Regions from separate parts of the Triticum aestivum genome. Here region 1 is linked to region 2. The links are chromatin contacts, called in public Hi-C maps. All regions are on one chromosome and are shown on one strand. Each heading gives the region's core, a stretch centred on a gene start, on an enhancer-like site or on the middle of the called end of the contact. The rest is flanking DNA. Distances are from core to core; before and after follow the strand shown. Region 1 holds the start of LOC123070605. Region 2 holds the start of LOC123070603 (katanin p60 ATPase-containing subunit A-like 2).

Region 1 (5,064 bases), core at 276-2,775, 480 kb after region 2:
CGATGTCTGGCCTCGTTTAAATAGAGGGCAGACGGGAGGAGCTCGGCCGACGTTGCGTTTAATGCCGGCCTGCTCATGAACGGATGTGCGGCCGGAGTAGGTTTCTCGGCTTCCACGTGGGCTTTGATCTCGTCGGCTGATTCAGACGTAAACATTGCGATGCACACTTTGATATGAAGTGTGCAGTACACCGAGACCTACCGTCTCTTCATGATTTTTTTCCGAAATGGTTAAAGTAGAACAAACCTTTAGTACTCCCTCGGATTCGAATTTGGATAGAAGGAAGTAATACATTATTGAAGAAATAAAAAAACAAATTTAATTCTTACGACCTTTGATCTTTTGCCTAAACCAAAAAATGTCTTTTAGCTTATAAGTCACCAAAAGCCTGAGTTAACCCTAACCAAACACCTCCCTCAATCTCTTTCCTGCATTCACCGGTGACACGTCATGAGGACTGTCTTAGCGGAGCAAACTTGTTAAAATTTAGGAGCATGTAGAAGCAGTGTCTGGGAGGTTGTCAATGTAGACCAAGATGCCAACAACCTCGATCTATGTAGCAAACGGCCGCCGCGAAGAAGACAACATCAAGAGGATCTGTATAACCCTCTAGGTCCGGCCAGAAGGAGTCGAGGAAGACACCTCCCACATCCTCCTCGAGGCTGAAGCTAGTCAACCTTCGTCGGTTGTAGCTAGAGTCGAGTCGGAGGATCAAGGCGCACAACTGTGACATCCGTTCTTTGGGACAACGCCAGCGTGACAAACATGCAAAAGAAAAAACACCATCTTTCACACATCTTTCAAAGATGCCAAGAAGCATCATCAAAACAAGGACAAGACGGGAAGGCCTTCTTCCATTTCGATGGCGGCATTATCGCCTCAATACCGATGACCAGCGACCGAAATCTACACCTAAACTAAAAACCTCACCCTACCATCACCACGGGTTCGAAACAACGGGGTCTTGACCTCTTCCCTCCGTCAAAGTGGCAAACGAAGGGGCCCATGATCTCACCAGGGAGAAGGTAGATTGCCCCCCACACCCTAGCTGCTAGGGTTTCCCCCAAGAGAGGAAGGAGGTATGAATTTCACGGTTTGTTTTTCGTAGACGTAGACGCCTCTCGAATCAAACTATTAATCCCCAGCGATCAGAGGATCACCGTGATACCGACAACTCTAATATGCTACTGATACCGGCCGCATCTTCCCATCAAAACCAGTGTGGCAAACGCAGACCCATCCACGCACATTTCTTTTTAATCACGCACATGACTCACGAGATGGAGACCTGAGCGTGACACTGCACCCAACCCAACCAAACCCAAGCTGACCCGAACCAACCAGACCGTCTCCCGTCTTGATCTGAAAACGATCGTCCAGCAAGGCAAGCAAGGTATCCCAATGGCGATCTCCCTGCTGGCCGTCAGTAAACAAACGAACACGGCCACACATCCAAGTCGAACCAGATCTCACTCGCCCCGAAGTCCACCCACGCTCCCTCTTTCCCCACTTGTCCCCGTCGTCCCGTCGCCCTCCCCATTTTTATTGCTCCCCACGCCTCGATCTCGCCTCGCCTCCGCTCCTCTGATTGGCCTCTCCTCTGTTTCACTCTGCTTTTCCCTTTGCCCGCTTTGCTTCTACTCCTCTCACTCGCCCGCCCGCCTCTCTTTCCTCGCCCCTTCCTTCGCTTCGGATTCCCTCCCATCCCGTCCCCTCCCCCCCGGCTCTCTCGCTCGCGCACCAACCCAAAACCCTAGCCAGCCCGCACGCCCATGGCGTCGTCCCCCGCGCGCCCCGCCGCCGCGTCCGTCTCCGGCGCCTTCGGCCTCCCGCCCGACGCCCGCTGCTCCTTCGACCAGACGCGCCGCCGCGCCGAGGTACGTCCTCTCTGCCTATCTCTCTGTCTGTCTGTCGTCATCCATCTCCCTCCTACTACCACCACCACGCGAGGTCCCTCGATCTCGGGGGTTTCTGAGGCGGGGGTTGATGCGTGTGTGAGCGGGGAAAGCAGGATTCGCAGGACAAGAGGCAGCTGGTGCGGACGTTCGTCAACGTGTACGGCCAGGAGGGCTACCCCAAGGAGGCCGTCATGGCGGCCGTCGAGGAGTGCATGAGGAAGCAGGCCGAGGGACTGCTGCATTCGCTCGAGGGCATCGGGGGGAGGCTCTCGCAGCTCGAGCTCTACTGCTACAAGCTCGAGCGCTCCATCGGGGAGCTGCGCAGCGACGTCATGGACTACCACAGCGAGGGCACCGTCAACTTCCGCTGCCTCGACAAGAATCTCAGACAGGTACGTGCTCTGCCCCGCCCCGCCTTCAGATCCACGCACGCTCTGCCAATTACTGCCGAATGTCTTGCTCTCGTCTCGAGTGCCCCGGCTCTGTTAGTCGAGGCACTATTCAGATTTCACCTTTGAGATTGTAGTGGTGCTTAAGGAGTTACTTCAGCGGAACATTTTCACAAGCTGCTATTCTTAAACTACGTACGGTGGAGTCAGACTTACTGTTCTCGTGAGATTTGGATCATTTTTGATGCATTAAGAATATGTCTCTGAGCTGAACAATCCTTTCTTCTGTTGACCAGGTTCAGAAAGCTGTGCAGATGCTTCAGGATAAGCATGAGCCTGCTGACACGGCGCAGCAACTGGCCAAACTTCAAATAGCGCATGAATTCCCTGCTAGAACAAATGAAGCCACTGCCTTGTCGATGCTTGCTTCAAGGGAAAATGTCAACGATCAGAGCACACAATTCGCCAACCCTGAGGTTTCTTTTGTGCCAATTCACCAAGTTAATACCATGCAGTCTCCTGCTATGCCGAACCAAAGTAGCGGCGGTTATATTCTGCAGCAACTAGTGCCCGTCTCTTTGAGCACGCAACATGATCAGCAACATCCGAGCCAAGCTGCGGTGTACTATATGCAAAGCCAAAGTCAAGTGAACTGCACAGAGAACAAACCGTCCGAGTCTTTTGTTCAGGTTATGCAGCCGCATGTCCAGAACCCTGAAGCCAGGGTTGCAGTTGAGCTACCTCAGAAATCTAGTCAGCCAACGGAAATGTACCCTCCACTGCAGCATCATATGCTACAAATGCCTGCTCAGCATCACGAGTCACAGGCATGGCGATCACAGCCACCTGTCGCGCAACAGCAGCACTACAGTGTTCAGCAAGTCCCACCACAGATGGTTCAACAGAAAACATCTTCTCCTCATGCTCAAAGTACTCCTCAAGTCACGCTCATGTATCCTCAATACTCTTCTCAGAAGCCTGCCAATGCTACCACTGAGCCACTTCCGAGAAGTTTGGTTGGGCAGTCTCCATACTCTTCACCCCAGCAGAAGCATCATGAAGTCATGCCTTCGTTTTATGGCCAAGGCAACACAATTTTGCTTCCCACGGCAGAGCATAATATCCAGCATCAACAGCCACAGCAACTGCAAACGCAGAGCCAGGCCTCATGCCCACCTCAACCAAACAAGCCCAGCCACTGCAGTGTTGCATCATATGCTGTTCAGGGTAGTGGCCGAGCCCACACTGCCACATATAAGAATCCTGCTGAGAGCCCTGCAACTGTTGTTGCTGTTCTGCCTCAGCATTCGGCAACAGCTCCTATGGCGTTTCATCATTTGGGGCAACAAATCTTGCATAAGAATCCATATGGAAGTATGTTTGAAACGACCAGTGTAGTAGGGTATCCACATGATCTGGTTGGGAGTATGACGCTTCCAGTGGTGACTGCGGACTCCAGTAACATGGTTGATAAGCTCAATGCTGGTAGCAATGTTACATCCCCGCGAGACTGGCCTGCATAGCGCAGAATGGGCAGTTGTTGGGTACTTCATTGTTACCACAAAACTTATTTCCATGACTATAGCTGGAAGCTTGTCGGCTCTCACCCGGGTATTTCATCTGGCTTCCTTTTTATTAGCCAGCAGATTGGTACAGATCCTTCTACTGTTTTTTCTGCTGAAGGGTCAATCTGAAATAAAAATGATAGATTAGTCTAGTGATGATGCTGGCGTATGTCCTCACTTTTAATGGACATATCTTGCTTGTAACCGACAGTTGGCGATGAACCTGTGCCTATGCGATATGAATATATGACGAGTTTACATCATCTTATCAGCTGTTTAAATATTGGTTTACCACAGTTTATGTAGTCTTGTCATGCCATATTTTTTATTTATTTATCTGGGTTTTTGTAGCATGTAGAGTAGTAAAGAAGAAAAGAGCTCAGATATATATGTATCTAGGCATCTCAAAATTAACTTCTCAATAGCTCATAACTACTCCCTTGATCTAAAAGATCGTATAGTATTAGTTTACGGAGGGAGTATATCTTTCTGTAAACCATAATTGCGTTTCAGATGTAGCACCTTCTTTTTAACACCCTCGGAATAAGCAGTATGTGTGCGAACAATGCAACTGGAGAAAGCAATTGTTACTGTGATTTTGGAAAATAACGGCCGGAACTAGAGGTACAAAAATGTTGAACAAACCACTACTTGCTAGTAAGATTATGTTTCTTTTAGGACCCCAATAAATCCTGAACATTCGGATTTAAGCATGTCATTCTGAACGTTTTTTGATGACAACTTTAGTTGATGCAAAGTGGCAACTTTAGTTGTGAACACATGGTACTTTGTCCCAGTTTATTTTTTTGTTAGAAAATTGCCATATTTGCTAACCTCGCCTGAACTAAAGTTGCCATGAAAAGCATCCGGGTTGCCATGCTTAAAATCCAAACGTCTAGGATTTATCATTTCGTTCTTTTATGTCCCGGGACAATAAGATTGGTCGTTCATAGCAAAGTTATGAGTTGCATATATTGCGTGCTATTCCAAGTTTGTTCAGAAGAGACTCCAGTATTTTACATGACACCGACCAATTCGCTATGGCAGCGTAGATGCTATATAAATGTTTGAAGCCTTTACCACAACAACCAAATACTACTACCTGGAACTTGTGATCACGGTGCGGTGCTCGGTAAAACTGCTGATTCAAAAAATACAACTGAGAATTTTGTTTGATCAGCATTACAAGGACTGGATAGTAAACTAATAAAA
Region 2 (5,077 bases), core at 1,992-4,491:
ATAGGAAAAACGTCTCTCGTCTTCTAATTATGGAGAATGACCAATTTAGCCTAATTTCCAATTATGGAAGCGAACTATAGTCGAATATTCTAATTACCAATCTTGGTTTTGTTTGTTTATATGGATTACCTTAATAGCTTATCTTCTGCATGATATATCTGTCATGAAAGGAATGTTTTATGTTGAAGTGTTAGCATTCTATTTTATGACCGACTGGCTTTCTTACATTGTTCCCCTTTGCTTATCTATTGGGCAGGGGGAGTTTTTAAGCTGGAACTCTTTTTACCCGAGGAATATCCGATGGCTGCCCCAAAGGTAATAATCTGTAGATGAGATTTGGTTAATGTTTTCTACACAACTATTGGGCCTGTACACTTTTCTACATAATTATGGTGTATTCAGAATTGTACAGTGTGATTTCCTCTTTGGCCAATATGCCTGATTTCTTCTTTGGCTAATATGGCTTCGACTTTCTTTTACAAAGTTAACTACTTATGTTCTCATTTACATTTCTTCGGTGGCGTTTCCAGCTTTGGATAATCAAAAAAGTGTTTGTTTGCTTGATTTGCGTGCAAGTTGTTCGAAGCCTCATGCCTTATTGTTTTGCACATTTGTTGTGTTACTGTTGACATTCACTGTGCTTTCATATGTTTTGTTGTGGTAGTATATTATTGTATCAATCTCATTTCCCTGTCTAGACAATGTTAGCTGCTTTATTGGACATTTCATATAGAAATGATGGGAGTGTGAAACATGTGCGGCATAACGATTAACCCGTCAGGACAGCTAATTGGGTTAGCAGAAAGCTCAGAAAACTTATCACTTGCACTAAGATCCTTCTCAAAGGTTTATGTCAAAGGTTATTTCTATATATTAGTCTAGTGGTTGTCGTGGTTCTAAATGTATTTGGTACTTCTAGTGGTTGCCATTTTCTATCAGTTGTGCACTGTTAAAGAGGTCCTTCAATTTCTGTTATGTGCTTGGCAGTTAGACACTTTGAAGTATTAGTCTATTCTGATTTTGTATTTCCTTGACTTTACTATGTAATTTTTTTATAGAAGGATGAATAAGTAGCACTTAAGTTGTTAAGCAATTGCTACTGGAGGTCTCACCCTTCCTTTGGTCTCTATAAAACTGCGCGCTGCTATATAGCATTTCTAATGCTTATAATCTTGGCGAACATTTATACTTTGCTTGTTGGTAGCGCAGGTTAGGTTTCTGACCAAAATATACCATCCCAACATTGACAAGGTAAGCAGGCATGTTTTTTCAGTGTTATGTTACTTTCTCCAGAAATGGTTATTCCTTAATGGATTTACCTTTGTAGCTTGGTAGGATATGCCTTGACATTCTCAAGGATAAATGGAGTCCGGCTCTTCAGATTCGAACAGTTCTTTTGAGGTCCTCTCTCTCTCATTCTGGGTCTCTGTAACTTAGCATTTCATAATCTTTTTTCTGAGCTGTTTCCTTTGCTATGTTTCTCCAAAAGAAAGTATTTATCTTGAGCTTAATTAACCGAATAACCTGTTTGTAAATAAAAATCACCCTGTCTCATTTTCCGGCACTAAAGTATTGTTCCACACATTATCTGATTCTTGCTGTTATATTTTTATATTTAATGCTGCACATTGCCGCCCTGTGACATTTTTCTGGTTTCAGTATCCAGGCACTCCTAAGTGCACCAAATCCAGATGACCCTCTCTCTGAAAACATTGCTAAGCACTGGAAGTCCAATGAGGCAGAAGCTGTTGAAACAGGTAACAAGTGTGAAAATGTTGTCCCATTTGCCCTTGGGCCATGATATCTTAACTAAGTTCTGTTCTGGCGTTTGCAGCGAAGGAGTGGACTCGTCTGTATGCCAGTGGTGCATGACAACCCCATGCCGCTCTCGATGTAATAATCCATCATACTTTAGCCAGCAATCAAGTGCCATTTTGTTGATAAGAACAAACTGGAGATGTTTGCGCTGGAAGGGAGTATCTGAATGACTAGTGCTCGAGCTATTTGGTTGGTTGTAACACCTGTGTTGGTTGGTTCCCTTCACCCTGGGGCACCTTCTGACTGATCTGTATCTGATAGAACTTTCTATGCTCCTCCACTACAATACCCTTGTGTAGGAGAAGTTAACAAGTGTCCACATTGTTGAAATTGAAGCTGGCTTGCTAATTTGTTCTTGCTCTTGTAGTTTGGGAGTTTGAATACTCAGGGTTGGATCTGATACGCCCGAATATTTTCTCAGTCCCTCGCCTGTGTTTTCTTTTTGTTGTTGTTGAGCTGCCCTGGTTTATTTGTTACTCAAACGTGGCCGTTCAGTTCGTCTGCCTGTCTAACCTCCTTCCTCTCAAGTCCTTGTCGCAGTGACGCGTTGAATTGTTTGCCTCAACGGCTCAAACACAGCCAAATATCCGATGGTTTAGCCGGACTAATCTTGCTTACTGCCTCCCGCTACAGGAGCCGATACAGCAACTGAGCCTTGCTGCTCGAGTGTGGCAGCGCGTTGCCCGCCAGCGCACACCAGAAACAGAAAGCCACAGCTCGTGCTACGGCGACAGCCGACAAGTTGCAACAAAACCTACTTGTCCGTCGACGGAAGAAATGTTTCCACCCACGAGAAGGCAGATGTGGGCGCGACGTATTGCCCTGTCACAGACGGCTTCATTTGCTGTCAGTTCCCACGGAATACGGCCTATATTTATGGCTAAACAGCAGCACTACGCCGTCTCACGCAGACGCAGAGCGAAGCACATCGGCGCACAGGACTAGCATGCAGTGTACCGTGCAGGTTAAACAAAGGACCCTCTCCCCCGCAAAAAAAAAAAAAAAACAAAGGACCCTCTTATCTTGCGAAAGGGGTGACAATAGTGAACGTTTTGGCTGGTAATTTACGTTATGGGAGGATGACAATTTCTTTAGAAACACATGGCAGCTTCTGAAAAGAAGAAAAAAAAGATTTGCTGCAATAAAGGAAGGATTTGCCATCTTCCACCATGTAAACTTGCCATAGAAAAACGTTGGCTTGCCACCCTCTTCCAACCGAACGTTCGACAGATAACAATACCGTAGATAAATGACAGCAGAAAGAAAAACACGGTATATGCTACTCCCCGGGGACATCTCACTGGCATGGCACTCACGGGGCAAAACCCTGGGGGCACCCACCGGTCAGTCCAAGGCGCAGGACGCCGGTAAAACCCATCATAAGTCTCCTCTCCTCCCCGGAGCGTCTGCCCGACGGTTGGGGTGAAAAACCAGGAGCGCAGGTTCGCTCGCCTGCCCGCTCCAGTGTTCCGTGCTCCTGTTTGTTTATTCATTCACTCACAGCACAACGCCAACGCCAACGCTAACGCCTCGCCTCAGCTACTTCGGGAGCTGCCGCGTCGTCCGTGCGTGGGGGGACCGGCCGCGCACATCGGAGCCCCGCCGCCTCGGCGAGCCGGTCCGCCAGACGCCATGGCTGCCGGCGACGAGCCCTCCGTCACCCGCTGGTCCTTCCAGGTGACTCGCTGGCCTATGCTATTCCTCCTACCCCTTTCATGCTCTCCCGTGCTGAGATCTCGTCGTTCCCAATTCGCTATGATGTGGCCTCGGCCCAGGACTTCGAGCGCTACTACGACGCGGGCCTCGGCATCTGCCGCCAGCCCCAGGGCGACGGCGACGACGCGCCGCCCGGATCGGGCTCCGCCGACACCGCCCACGCCAATGGCGGCGCCGACCTGTCCGTCTTCGAGCAATTCGAGCGGCTGGTAATTATTAAATTCGGTCCTCTCGCAGAATGCTTCCATGTTGCTACTACTTTGGGGACTTACACAGTTTCTCTACTGATTCCCGGTTGCAGGATAGAAATGTCGAGTTGCGCAATGGTTCAATGGATGCCGGACCACCGTAAGACTCGTTGCTTATACTTCAACTAGTTTACTTGCCAACGTTTGTTTAATCTAAATTTAGCTAATTTGTAAAGTGTAGAGATAAGCTAATTCTGGGATGTTCTAACATTAGTAATCTCTCCGTATGGTACAATTTAATCGAGGCTGTACGAAGCTTCACCATCCGCTTCACTTCTGATTCGTTCTTAGCTCATATAGGAGTCAAATCACGCACTTCAGTTGAGTTGACTAAATATAGGAATGGCTTCTTCATCCAACTGCCTAGCTGTGTCTGTCTTGCTCAAATCCAGGCATGCCAACTGGTGTTAGATTATTATTTGTGGAGCTTATGCCGTAAGTAATTATTGCTTGCTACTAAACAACAACTCATGAAACGGTGGATATAATTTTTTTTGTTTATAGTTATGCTGTTAGTGGATAGAAATTATATTGAAATGGCTGAAGCTCAGTGGAAGTTAGCGACCTGCGAATAGAAGTTTCTACCTGTTAATTTCCGGTCTCAACTGTTAAGTTTAAAGTATTGCTGTACTGTTTGGTCCATGAATAAAACCGCCAGAGGGCATGCCTCTCTTTCACTTGTCATGCAAACATATATCTTGTGAACTGTGATAACCGGATGTGTGACTTATGCAGGCAGAAATCCCTGCTTCCTTCTTTTGAATCTGCAGAAACACGCAACTTAGCTGAGACATTGTTGAGGTGACAGTCTGACCAAACATTTAGCTATACCTTATGTTTGTACCATCTTGGCACTACCATGTATTTCAGACCTTTACACCATAACTTCTTGGTGAAATGTGCTAATTCCTACAGGGATATCATTCGTGGGAGTCCAGATGTCAAATGGGAAAGCATTAAAGGTTTGGAAACTGCGAAGCGACTTCTTAAGGAGGCAGTCGTCATGCCTATAAAGTATCCCAAGTGGGTTTGTTTGCTCCCTGAAATGATATACACAAGCTGGACACTTCTTTTTCCTGCTTTGTCGCTTAATATATGCTACACAGTTGTATAGAGTATATACCTATGAGATGCATGTCTCAGAAAGCTTGTTGAATCAAATTTATGATTCAAACCTGACATGTTGGCATGTCCATTATATGCTTTTAAATGGTCGATTCAGTTCAACTTAATGTTGATGTGAACTTAATGTCAACATGTTCACGATGCCATCTAATACTGTTTACTTTAAGCCT

The links. Hi-C and Micro-C count contacts between places; a contact is called where the count stands out from the background.
Region 1: a Hi-C map of leaf shows a contact between it and region 2, with 3 times the contacts expected there. The contact joins the promoter of LOC123070605 here to the promoter of LOC123070603 in region 2. A contact is called at or near these places in 4 of 5 Hi-C or Micro-C datasets (leaf and an unstated tissue) and 1 of 1 datasets of contacts at active chromatin or transcription factors (leaf).

What each region holds. Positions count from the first base shown.
Region 1 is chr3B:504,741,443-504,746,506 of IWGSC CS RefSeq v2.1, forward strand. It overlaps LOC123070605, which reads left to right and starts at 1,526. Exons shown (of 3, transcript XM_044493876.1): 1 at 1,526-1,877; 2 at 2,012-2,290; 3 at 2,584-4,115. The coding sequence starts at 1,773. The coding sequence ends at 3,810. LOC123070604 (terminal nucleotidyltransferase 4B) reads right to left here. Exons shown (of 13, transcript XM_044493874.1): 13 at 4,979-5,064.
Region 2 is chr3B:504,263,755-504,268,831 of IWGSC CS RefSeq v2.1, forward strand. LOC123070603 (katanin p60 ATPase-containing subunit A-like 2) reads left to right here and starts at 3,242. Exons shown (of 13, transcript XM_044493873.1): 1 at 3,242-3,260; 2 at 3,358-3,495; 3 at 3,594-3,743; 4 at 3,836-3,882; 5 at 4,518-4,583; 6 at 4,698-4,805. The coding sequence starts at 3,451. LOC123070602 (ubiquitin-conjugating enzyme E2 36) reads left to right here. Exons shown (of 8, transcript XM_044493871.1): 4 at 257-315; 5 at 1,210-1,251; 6 at 1,328-1,401; 7 at 1,660-1,757; 8 at 1,835-2,238. The coding sequence ends at 1,872.